Regions from separate parts of the Ovis aries genome. Here region 1 is linked to region 2. The links are chromatin contacts, called in public Hi-C maps. All regions are on one chromosome and are shown on one strand. The core of a region is the stretch at or near the end of the contact, and the rest is flanking DNA. Distances in the headings are between cores, read along the strand shown. Region 1 holds the start of TRERF1 (transcriptional regulating factor 1). Region 2 overlaps TRERF1 (transcriptional regulating factor 1).

What was found. Hi-C and Micro-C count contacts between places; a contact is called where the count stands out from the background.
Region 1: a contact with region 2 is called in a Hi-C map of skin fibroblasts, with 2.4 times the contacts expected there. The contact joins the promoter of TRERF1 here to the enhancer-like site in region 2. A contact is called at or near these places in 3 of 16 Hi-C or Micro-C datasets (blood and skin fibroblasts).

Annotation. Positions count from the first base shown.
Region 1 is chr20:16,175,645-16,181,795 of ARS-UI_Ramb_v3.0, reverse strand. TRERF1 (transcriptional regulating factor 1) reads left to right here and starts at 1,900. Exons shown (of 17, transcript XM_060403632.1): 1 at 1,900-2,963; 2 at 3,823-3,907.
Region 2 is chr20:16,049,971-16,056,002 of ARS-UI_Ramb_v3.0, reverse strand. The region is part of intron 2 of TRERF1 (transcriptional regulating factor 1); the gene reads left to right. Among named protein-coding and RNA genes, the nearest start is that of MRPS10, 86 kb to the right of the region's middle. Within about 2 kb of position 3,927, at least 16 of the 54 cell types and tissues checked have an H3K27ac peak or open chromatin away from gene starts, as enhancers often do.

The DNA of each region.
Region 1 (6,151 bases), core at 651-3,150, 130 kb before region 2:
TTCTAAGGCCTTTACATGTACGAACTCATTAAAATTTCACAAAACACTACACTGCGGGTACCATTATTCTGATTTTACAGGCAAAAAACTGAACCAAGTGGGGTTAAGTAACTTGCCTAATAAGGTCAGAGCCTGCCCGGCTAACTACCGGGCTTACTACCCCTCTGTTGGCAGTGGGCTAAGCATGTAGGGGTCCTTGGAAGGCGAAACGGGCATCCTAGGCTGTGCAGCAGCAATACTTTAGGTCCCCAATCCTTCCTTTTAGCTTAGGAGCAAGAAAGACCAGGGTGTCAATTTCCTCATTGACCGCAGGCAGGTTACTTACTCTCTTCAAGTCTCAGGTTCCTTATCTGCCCCAGGGAGGAGTTTTAGATTAAAAGACCTCTCCCTGCATTACAAGTGTGGGTGTGTGCTGGGGGGTGGGAGGTGGTGGGGCTGAGGTTTCTGGGCGGTACTGCGCTGCCTTTCCTAGATCTCTTGAGGAAACAGGGTGTTTTGAGGTTTTGTCCCCGTCAACTCCCACCCAAGAGGTCCGGTCCCCAGTCAGTGATGGCGCTCAAGCTTGGCTATTCCTCCTCCACTTGGAAAAGGGCTGCTACTGCGGCCAGCTTCGGCCACAGCCCAGCTGCTGCGAGGTCGAGGGTGGGTCTTTTCTCTCTGAAGGAGTTAGAGCTGAGAATGTATCCTTTGGAAGGCTTCTTGGAGGTAGTGACATTGAGTCGAGTCTGAAGGTCTAGCAGGAGTTAGTCAGAAGAGGTGGAGGGGGAAGGGTTACCCCCGCCCCCAGCCACAGAACAAAGAAGCACTACCCGGCTTACAGTAGAGGAGGAGGAGCCGTGAAAGTGGAGGTCTGTAGGGGCGAGATCGCGCGGGGGCTTCGGAGCTTTATTCTAAGAGCAACTGGGAGGGGTTGAAGGAGTGTAGTCCGGAGTTGTAGGAAGACTCTTCTAGACACTTAGGAAGAATGGGTCGGAGGGGGGTCAGGAGGCCGTCGCAGAAAGCAATCGGGTTGCAAGATGACCTACGACTGAGGAATCAGAATCTTTCTCAAACCCCACGACACTGTGCGCTGTCCCTCGACTTTCTTTGCTTCTGTGGAAGGGCTCCCTAAAAGGGTAGGGCACCGGCCAAAGGCTCATAGAGCGAAAAGAGCGCAGAGCCCCCTCTTCTTTCGGGGGCTCTCTGGTCCAGGTGCCCCAGAATTGATAGGGTTATGCGGGAGAACTCAATACTGCTGAAGATGGAGAACCGTTACCCCTCAAAATACACAAAACCTCGGCCGCTTTTGGCAGCAGCCTTCTCTGCCCATGACCTCATGCTTTAAGCTCCCATATAGCCTTCCCCCGCCCTGTCCACACCCGGCGCCCGAGTGGGGGTGGGGGACAGTGGCGAAGGGCCGGGGAGCGGGAGCACCTTATTTGTGCTGCCCGAAGATTTGGGGGAACGGGCGCAACGATTTTCCCATAGTGAAAAACGCATGGCTTAACTTTCTCCGGAGCAAAAAGCACTCGCAGTCTCGTGGGATCTCAACGAGAGCGATGCCCCCTACCCAGCTCGAGGTGGTCTGTACCACCCAACCATCTTTGGTTCACGTTCCCTTGAACCCGTGAAGCCTCCTGGAAAGGCTGGCGTCCCAGGATGGACCGAAATGCCGGCTGCGCCTTTGAGGGACCAGGGGGCTGTCCGGCTCTCGCCCCCCTGGCGCCGCCGAGGTTTGAACCCTTGGCTCGCCTTTCAGCCCGCGCCCTGCCCCCTGCTCGCAGCTGCTCTCGGCTCGGGTGCAGCGGTTTCCCCCGCAGAGGAGGAGGAGACTGAGCGAGGAGCGGCTCCCGGCTCGGGTTTCCGCACCAATGCCGAGCAGCCCCGGGCGGCCCCCGGCGGCCGGCCCTCCTCCCCGGCACCACGTTCCACAGTCATGGCGCACGAGGAGGGGCGAGCGCGCGCCGCGGCGGCACCCGCGCCCCCTCCCCTCCTCTCCGCCGCCCGGTTCCGGCCCCTCTCCTAGGCAACCTCCCTCCCCGGCCTGCTGCGCAGCGGAGATGGAGACCCTTCCCCAGAGGGCTGCCGTTCCAGCGCCGACTGCAGCACCCCCTTCCCGCCCCCATAGGGGCGGAGGGATGGGAGCCGCGCGCTTCGCGAACCTCCAGCCCCTTCCCGGGAGCCTCAGCCCCTCTCCCAGCCCCATCGAGGCCGGGTGCAGTGGTGGGTAGGTGCAGACCGTCTCCTCGCAGCCCACCCAGACCTTGGCATCTCTGCAACGCCTTAAAAAATAAACAGAAAACCCAAACCCCAGTCGCTAGATTGCAAAGCGCGTTACAGTAACCGGGACGGCTACGCAGGAAACAATCCTGCACTGGTCCGGGTCTCGAGCGGCAGCTCCCCGGCCACGCCGCCTTCTCCCGGGCCTCGATTTTCCGGCCTCGTCGGAGACTCTGCCACACCCCGGGGCTGACAGGTCCCGCGCGGGGCAGCAACTTGGTCCGCGCCCCCTGCCCCATCCTCGTCGAGTCTCGCCAGCCTACAAAAGGTGCAACCTCACGCACAAGCAGAGCACACATAATAAGGTCGACAGCGCATCGCCGGGGAGGCTGCGAACAATGCGCCGGGCGGCCCGCGCCCGCCAGAGCGCGGCGCCCCGGGGGACAGGGGGCGCGGGCGGGGGCCGCGGCGGAGGACCCGCCGGCCGAGGCGCTGGACACCTTACTTCCTGCTTCCCCGCCCGCGGCCAGACCCAGCTCTGCGGAGGGATATCTCTCCCCTCCTCTGTCCCTCTCTCTCCCTTCCCCCGCCCCCCCCCTCCTTTTTGCTTCTGCTTCCCCCCCCCCCTCCACCACCCCACCCCGCCTTTCTCCTTTTGCAAGAAAATAATTTGACAGTCGATTTGCTGACAGGGGAGGAATTTGCATCCTGGATTAAAAAAAAAAAAAAAAAGGCCGAGAGGAGCTTGGGAACGGTTGCTAGGGGTGGGTAATGGGTGAAAAAAGGGGGGCGCCGGGGAGCGGATAAGGAGGGTTAAGGGAGGGGGCGAGGGTGGGGAGCAATGCAAAAGGTAAGGCCAGGTTACCGCGGCTCGGCCCCGAGTGGGCTGCGGCCGGGGGAGGGGCGAGAGATACATATGTATTTCTGTCTCCCTAGCACACCCCCTTCCCTCTAAGCGATGGCTGAGAGGCGGTGCATGCAGATGGGGAGTAAGTTTCCTGAAGGGGAGGGTGGATGCACGCGCGCGGCCCCGCGCTGCAAATTTCCACCGGGGAGGGAGAGTGGCTGGATGCGGAGAGTTTGGAGTTGCTTGCGGCGGAGGGCAGGAAGGGGAGCAGGGCCGGGAAAGGGGGCTGGCGGGCGCTATATCTGGGAGTAAGTTTCCAGGAACGGGAGAGCCTGCACGCTTGCTCGCTAGTAAGTTTCTGGCTGGGGAGGGCGCGTGGGGAGGAGAGGGAGGGGTGCATGTATACAGAAGGGGGGAGGGGGGAGCAGATTTCCTGCGGGGAGGCTGAATGCATATGGAGAGTAGATTTCCTGAAGGGAGGGTGGAGGCGTAGACGGACCGAGTAAGTTTCTTGCTGGGGTGGTGGCGGAGCTGCTGGGTTGGTGCTTTGGAAACCCAGCGCTTCCTACCCGGGGTGGGGAAGCATGCTGTTGGGTGGCGGGGGGTGGGGGGGGGGGGCGAAGGGCCAGGTTCCCTGTTGGGGAGAGGGGCTTGCATCTGGGAGTATGTTTCCTGGCGGAGCGATATTTGTTTACAGGCTGAGGGCAGTACTGTAAGTGAGTAGCGCTTCGAGAAGGCGGCTCTGACATAAATTAATATTGAAATTACTCCATCAGCTCTGCTCGCCCCTCATCTCACCCCCCAGGCGAAGACTGGTCTTCTTGTCGGATTGCCCATGCACTTGTTGCAGAAACAGCCAAGGTAGGCAAGAAGCTTGTTAAGTTACATTTTTTAAAAAATTAGTTGGGGGATGCTCCGTGAGAAGACAGGGGAGGGGAAGGAAAAAGTGGGGGGATGGATTAGGAGACGTCTCCCCCCACTTTTTTACTTTCAGTATGTTCGCAGGGCCTCCTCTCTGCTTCCCTTCTTCCCTCTCCCCTCTCTGCACTGCACAGCATCCCAGCAAAGGGGGAGGGGTGAGGTGGGCGCTGTAATTGGCAGCCCCAGCTTAAAGGGTGATGGTGGTGGTGAAGCTTGCAGTTGAAGGTTGTGCTATTATAAGGCCTTCATTCTTCCAGCCAAGAAACCGCAGGACTCTAGGGATGTGCTTTTTGGGGTTTTTGACATGATGCGTATGTGTATGTATATGCTCCTGTGGGCTCTTCGGGGGCTGGGTACTCCCCAGAAGTTAAAGTGGCCACCCAGATGGGAGAAATGTATAAGGGAGTAAACCTACCCCTTCACTCCCCAACTTCACTTCGGGGAGGCTGAGAAGTTACTGCTGGTGGTCTGAAGAAATAGATATTTAAAAAACAGCACAAAACCACCCATTCACTGGCAGAGGCCAAGAGCACCTGGCGGGCAGCCTCTGGCCAGTACTGGGCTGGAGCATGTGCGCCTGCCATCCTTAGGTTAAAAGAAAATGACTTCTGGTTCCTCCGTGTGCCTTCGACTGGCCCATTAGAGCCAGCTTTGTGGAAACTCTTCCCCACGCTAGACGAGGCTTTGGCAAGTGAACGTGTTGAAGCGGGTTGCTAACAGCATGGCCCCAGCTGTCTCCTGAAGTGCATGGAAGTGATGCTTAGGAATGACGGATCCAGGGATGGCTGAAGAGTTCTTTAAAAAATGCCGGCTGTTTGCACTTTTTAGCAGGCCATGGAGCAGAGTTTTACATTGAAAGAAAGGAGTTTTACATTGTCCCAACTGGTACCAACCTCCTGCATCACTTACTGTCTCAGGAAAGCAGTCTGGTGATGGAAAATGTGGTTTTGGTGCTCAGTGGAAGGATAACGAGGGGGAGTCGTCAGCGCTTAACTAGTTAACCTGCCCTCTTTGCTTTTCTGTGCCTCTTTTCTTGGTCCTCAGCCTACTGGTTTCTGCAGATGAGTTGTAGGTCTTTGGCTGTCAGCTACCTTTATTATGCTGGGAGCTTTATTTATTTCCTTATTATCCTTTAACTGGAGTATAATTGACTTACAGCATTGTATTAGTTTTAGTTGAATAACATAGCAATTCAGTATTTTTATACATTATGAAATGATCACCACCATAAATATGCTAGGAATTTTAACTTGGTCAGGATAATTTTAGCATCAGGGATTCAAACCAAGACATGTTTAGAAGAGTCAGGGAGTAAACAGTAGGCAATGTGGTTAAATAAAGTTGGTTAAGCTTTCTGCAGTTCTGTAGACAAGCTCAATACTAGCAGGGAAAAAAAAATCTGTTTTAAAAAAATGAGCTCTGTACATGTTACTGATGGAGAGTTTTTTTTTTTCTTTCCTTCCTGTCATCAGATTTCCAGATTGAGAATTTGATATTTGGCAGCTTGAGAGTTGAGTTAGTTGGGAATTAAATATTATTGCCACTTATCAAGTGTTCCTAACTAGGCATTCGTTAAACAAATTAGCTATTATTTTTCCCCTGCTGAAAATCTGCGTCTGGTTGATGTATATGCTGGGAAGGTAAACAAAATCTTTATGTGTGTTTATCCCAGGGAAGGGGAATTATTTACATGTCTACCCTTGAAGCCAAGAGCAGTCATTCAGTGTTTTTTTTTTTTAATTTATGAGATTTATTTTATTGTCTTGCTTTGGCCATTAATCAAGTCACAGGAGCATTTTTTCCCTCTTCTGAGAATGTTCTTGTGGTAATAAAGGTTTGAAGGCCCATGAATCATAATTCATTCTTTTAAAAATATTGTCAGGATTTGATTTATAGGAATTGATACAGGCAGTGACACACCTCTTTGGGCTCCGCCCTTTTAGGCATGTCCATTTTCGCCAAAGAATTGTTTAAGAAGCCTGCTTGACATCTCAGAAAAAAGCGTTTCCCTTCTGCTTTATGAGCACTGAGAAGATTAATTTTGCGGGTTCCATAGTAAGCATGGGTCTTTTCACAGCTTGGTAAGCAGGCTTCCACATAGCAGGCATGTGTTAATATCACATAGCGTTTATGTGAGCTTGCTGTGAAAACAGTTGTTCTATGAACTGTGTGGAAAGTACTCAG
Region 2 (6,032 bases), core at 2,678-5,177:
TGACATACATGTTTAGTTTGCCTAGTGATTTCAAACAAAAAAAAAAATTCAGCTAACATTCTAAAAGTAGGGAGAGTTTCCATAAAAGATACAGAGTTTGGGATACTGTTTTAAAGGTTGTAATATCTTGTCTGACTTTCCAAATGGCAGCACCGTTTTCTTTAGAATAAGCTTGCCTGCTTCCAGCCTGCTGCAGTCCCTACTACTCAGATGGGGTAAGCAAGTGCTCAGACTCCTAGCCTGCTGTGTTCATTTATTTATTTGCCTGACCCTGATGGCATTTCAGTGTGTGATCCTATGCCTGATCTGTTATTCTCTTTGGAGTCAATAATATGAATTTCCTTTATATATATAGCTTTATATTTTCCCGAGTATGTTATTGCCTTCCTTTTTTCCTCCCCACCAGTTACTACTATCATATCCTTTTTTTTCCCCCTCTCAGACTCTCTAGCCAGTTGGGTATTTTATCTATTCTCCCTTCCTCCCAGAGTCCTCCATCTTCCTCAAGTTTGACCTGGTTGCTGTCTAGGCCTGCTACACAGGGACATTTGGGACTTTCCTGTACTATTATACTAGGTTAGTTCTACTGCTTCCAGGATCTCATCTCTTCTTTGTGTCCATTTAGTTTCTTTCAGTTCAGTTCAGTTCAGTCGCTCAGTTGTGTCCGGTTCTTTGCGACCCCATGAGTCGCAGCACACCAGGCGTCCCTGTCCATCACCAACTCCCGGAGTTCATTCAGACTCACGTCCATCGAGTCGGTGATGCCATCCAGCCATCTCATCTTCTGTCGTCCCCTTCTCCTCCTGCCCCCAATCCCTCCCAGCGTCAAAGTCTTTTCCAATGAGTCAACTCTTCGCATGAGGTGGCCAAAGTATTGGAGTTTCAGCTTTAGCATCATTCCTTCCAAAGAAATCCCAGGGCTGATCTCCTTCAGAATGGACTGGTTGGATCTCCTTGCAGTCCAAGGGACCCTCAAGAGTCTTCTCCAACACCACAGTTCAAAAGCATCAGTTCATCCGCTCTCAGCCTTCTTCACAGTCCAACTCTCACATCCATACAAGACCACAGGAAAAACCATAGCCTTGACTAGATGGACCTTAGTCAGCAAAGTAATGTCTCTGCTTTTGAATATGCTGTCTAGGTTGCTCATAACTTTTCTTCCAAGGAGTAAGTGTCTTTTAATTTCATGGCTGCAGTCACCATCTGCAGTGATTTTGGAGCCCCCAAAAAATAAAGTCTGACACTGTTTCCACTGTTTCTCCATCAATTTCCCATGGAGTGATGGGACCAGATGCCATGATCTTTGTTTTCTGAATGTTGAGCTTTAAGCCAACTTTTTCACTCTCCTCTTTCACTTTCATCAAGAGGCTTTTTAGTTTCTTTAGAGAAGGAAATTCCTTTCTTTTTTTTTTTAAATTTTTGTGCTTGGGGGAGTAGATATCTATCTGCCCCATGGGTACCAGTGGCTCAACTGTTCTGACTTCAGGTTTTATATAATGCCCCCACTTTTTAGCCTCACACTTGATTCCTGCCCTCCATTGCCCTGGCATCTTTGAGTCATGAGCCTCTTGGCCATTCTGCCAGGCTCTCAGCATCTGAGCCCACTCCAGGGTCAGGCTCCCTGTGGCTGCAGTATCAGTTTCTAATCTTGCATACTCTGCCTTTTTTCCCAGTCTCTTTTCCAATAGCCCTTATGTGTTTCCTTTGTTGTTTAAAATTATTTCACTCTCATCTTGGTGATGATGTGTATAGATGATGAGACTATAAATGAATACAGTTAACTTGTTGTCCACCATCTAAATTAGGCATTTTCAATCCTAAATCTACCTCTTTTAGGATTTATGAGTTCCTTGTATTATAAATATGTCTATCCAATTCTTACTTTGTTTTAACTATCAAGTTCCGATCTCGTACTGACATTGTTAAGGCGATATTAGTTGCCATAATCATCTCCTAATTTTCAGGGGCTTACCATGATTAATGTTGTTTCTCGCAGCTCCAACAGTCAAATGGAGTGTTCTGACATGACTGGCCTTCTTTCACAAAGTAATGCAGGGACCCAGGAATCTTATGACTCTGCTATACTGTAGAGCAGGGATCCCTAACCTCCAGGATCTGATGTCTGATGATCTGAGATGGAGGTGAGATAATCATATAGAAGTAAAGTGCACAATAAATGGAGTAATACAGTTGGATCATCCCCAAAACCACCCCCCACCCTGATCCATGGAAAAATTGACTTCCACAGAACCTGTTCCTGGTGCCAAAAAGGTTGTAGACTGCTGCCTTAAGAGGATATATTCTCAACTGGGGCAAAATTAGTTCTTGGGGCTAAAAAACAAAAAAATCCTACATTTTGATACATAAATCACAGACATACATATGGTCCATAAACAGATACACAGTGCATTAAAATTCCACAGAGGAAGAAACGACGAAAAAAGTGCCTGAAAAGATCGCTTACAGGGGCAACAGTGATGAAAAAGGGCTACAGGGCTGAGGAGCATCCTGTGTTCAGGTAAAAGGGAGAAAAGAAGGTGGTGAAGGCTCACTCACTTCTTAACCATCTTGGCCCCAGAATGACCGACATCTCTTAGCCCACATTCCATCGGTGAGAACTAGTCACGGGTCCCATCCTGACACAGGAGGAGCCGGGAGGTGTAGTTCTGGGCTGAGCAGCTGCCTCTCAGTGACAACTCCTAGCTAAATAAGGGGGAAACACACATTTTGGAGAGTGGCTGGCCTCCAAACCCAGGGGCCGGCAAGCTTCAGCTGCCTCTCAGTGACAACTCCTAGCTAAATAAGGGGGAGACACACATTTTGGAGAGTGGCTGGCCTCCAAACCTAGGGGCCGGCAAGCTTTGTCTTAAAGAGCCAAGTGGTAAATGTTTCAGGCTTGCAGGCCGTGCGGTCTCCATCACAACTGCCCAACTCTGCCTCTGGTGGCCAGAAGCAGCCACGGACACTGTTGGAGTGAATGGGTGTGGCTGTGTTTCAATAAAGCTTTATTTACATAAACAGGTGGTTGACTGGCCTGCAGGCTGTGGTTGACCAACTCTTGCTGATCCCTCCACCTGGTAACCATTCCAGGGCTTTTCCATTGTCCACTTTTCCTTGTGTCTCAGGACCTAACCCACATTTTCTCCATTCCCTGTGCCTAGATGGGACCTTAACTGCCCTCAACTGAGTGAGGAGGGTGAGTCCGTGGTTTTTCTATGAGAAGTGGTATGACTCACCCCAGCTCAGTGAAGCGCAGAGGTCCCAAGTCTGGAGAAAGGGAATGCATTTTGCTTGCGACAATATATTAAGCCACCCCCACACCTAATCTCCACAGCCACCAGCCATGGCACACGTCTTAAGCGGTCAGAATATGGGGACAGTTCCTGTATTCAGCGCTCAACCCTTTAAAGTACCTGCAGGAGGTGAATTAAGCCCTCAGAGGATCTGGGCCTCTGCTTCTTATAACATGAGAGAATACACCATATTTTCAATGGGTTATATCCACAATGAAGGCGAATAATAACATGGCCATATATTTATGTTAGAAACAGGATGTAAAATTATATATACAATATGATCTCAACCATCATGTCTTAAAAATTTAGTCAAAAAAAAGGGGGGGTAAATATTCTCACAAGGATGATGAGTGGCTTTTTTTTCTCTTTTGTATATGTTTAAAACTTTTACAGTGAGCATGCTTTCCAGGCGGAGAAGAATAAATGCTGTTTTGAAACTAGAGAGGCAGAGAGTCAGGCTGAGTGGTGACGGGGCGTCTGCCCGCTCGTGTGCACGCGAGTGGGCCCAAGGACGCCTTTGGCAACTCTGTCCGAACAAGTCCCTCTGAGGCAGCCCGTGCCGCTCACCCTCCCTCAGAGGAGAAAGGCGTCTTTACATAGCGACTGTGGAAGGGCTCCAGCCTGCTTCTCTGCTGAGAAATTCTTCTCATTTCTAAGTGATGAGAACCTCATCTCAATTCTTTTTCCGCTGAGGCGGGACCAGCCTCTCTGGATGAATCATCGAGATTTATCAATAGGGTGAGGAGGAGGGGTGTGCCTGGGGTTAACTGCGTGTCACAGGCATTGGTCATCTCGGCCACTCCCCTGTGGGCTTGCTCGACTTTGAGGAGAAATGAAATCACTTGCACCCCAAAGTGCTGTCTGTGTTGACCACCAGCCACAGTGGCCTCTTCCGGGTGCCCCGGCTCCCAACAGAGCAGAGAGAGCAACCCATGCCGCCATCCTAACCAAGTTCAAGATCGTACTGAAACGCCCCTAATTGTCGGGATCCCTCTCGGTTCCTCATTTGCCTCTTCCAGGTATCAAGTGGTTGGGTCCGGGGGCCTTCCCTCCTCCTATTTCACACCCACCTGAGTTCCTTCTCTTCAGCCCTTGGCTGTTTTTTCTGGGGATGTCGTTCTTGAGTCCTGGGTTGTCCACACACTGGCTCAGCCTGTGCTCTCTGCACTCATCAGACACGTCACGTTCTGCAGCCCTTAGCCCCTTCACTAGGACGGGGTGGCCCTCTCCCCTCACCCAGGGGCCTCTCTCGAGTCTCCAGGGACATCAGCTGCTTGAACACAGCTCCCGTGGCCTGTGTTTGCTTGCCCATAGCCTGCATTTGCTTGCCCATGGCCTCCATGCCTCTCTGTGATCAGCCTCCTCTGTCTTTGTTTCTTGCGTTTTCCCTCCAGTTGAGGTTGGAGGAAACTTATCCCAGCTCTTTGCCTCCGCCCTGGCTCCTGCATTCTGAGAACTGAACTTGGCTTCCTCTTTTTTTTTAAATCTCCACACACATATCCCGGACACGCCTGTGATGGACGGGCATGAGTAAGGACCACACTCGGGCAGTCACAGGCACCCGTGTGTGTCTGTGTGCACAAGAAATCCTTACGGTGACTTGCGAGACCTTATACTGGGCTTCTCAGCCCCAGCACTACTGACATTTGAGCCTAGTAATTCTGTGTTGAGAGGGGCGGTCCTGTGTGTTCAAAAATACTTAGCAGCCTCCCTGGCCTCTACTCACCAGATGCCAGTAGCACTCCCCTAGTTGTGACAACCAAATATGTCTCCAGACGTTGACAGATCTCCTCTGGAGGACGAAGGCGCTGTGGGTTGAGGACCCGTACCCTGTGTGATGGGGACCTCCCCTCCCACACCGCTTCTCTGCTCTGTCCTGCTGAGTACACTGATCCCTGCTGAGGAACCTCGCTTCAGTTGTCCCCGTTGGATGCTCAGCGTCCTCCACTCAGATCTGCTCAACCATCCGGGCCTCAGCTCAACGGACACCTCCCCAGGGCCTTTCCTGAGCGCAGTCCATATTTCCATGAGGACTCTCCGGGGCACACGGCCTCAGACTTGGAGGGGAGAGCTGAAGAGGGGTGGGTGGCAGAGTCAGAAGGTTGCAAAGAAGCCCCTGTCTCCTGCTTATGTAATCACTCTGCTGGGAGAGAGTGCGGTGGGGCTCAGCAAGCGAGTCCCTGGCTGCTTGTCATGTGAAGAAAACTGATGTGAACGACACTTTTCCTCCTCTGCTTCCTGCTCAGCTTTTTTGTTCTTTGTATGGTGAATAATGTGACTGCAGGAGGAGCCTCATCCTTGGAGTTATTTTTACAAGGTCTCCTCTCTGCTGCAGATGACTCAGAGCTGGGGCCTTCTCTTGAACACGTTCCTTGGGAAATGCCAGGAAGATGCTGTGCCCTAGGCGAGCAGGGGGCCAGAGAGGGTGTCCTGGCCCCCCTGACCGCACTGGAGCCATGTCCATGGGGCTGGAAGGAAGGCCTTGCTGAACACTGCTTCTCCCAGTTTCCCTCTGCCAAGGCCAGCCCTGCCTTTTTCTCAGCACCCTTTTCTGCCCCAGCAGAAATGACAGCCTGCCAGTCTGGAGAGGAGAGAGGGACTGACCGCCCCCCTCCGAAGGTTGGCACTGCAGGCTGCAGGTAGACCAGGCCCCAGAAGGCTGGTGGCTCTGGTCTGCTATTGCTAAGTCAATTCAGTCATGTCCGACTCTGTGCGACCCCATAGACAGCAGCCCAC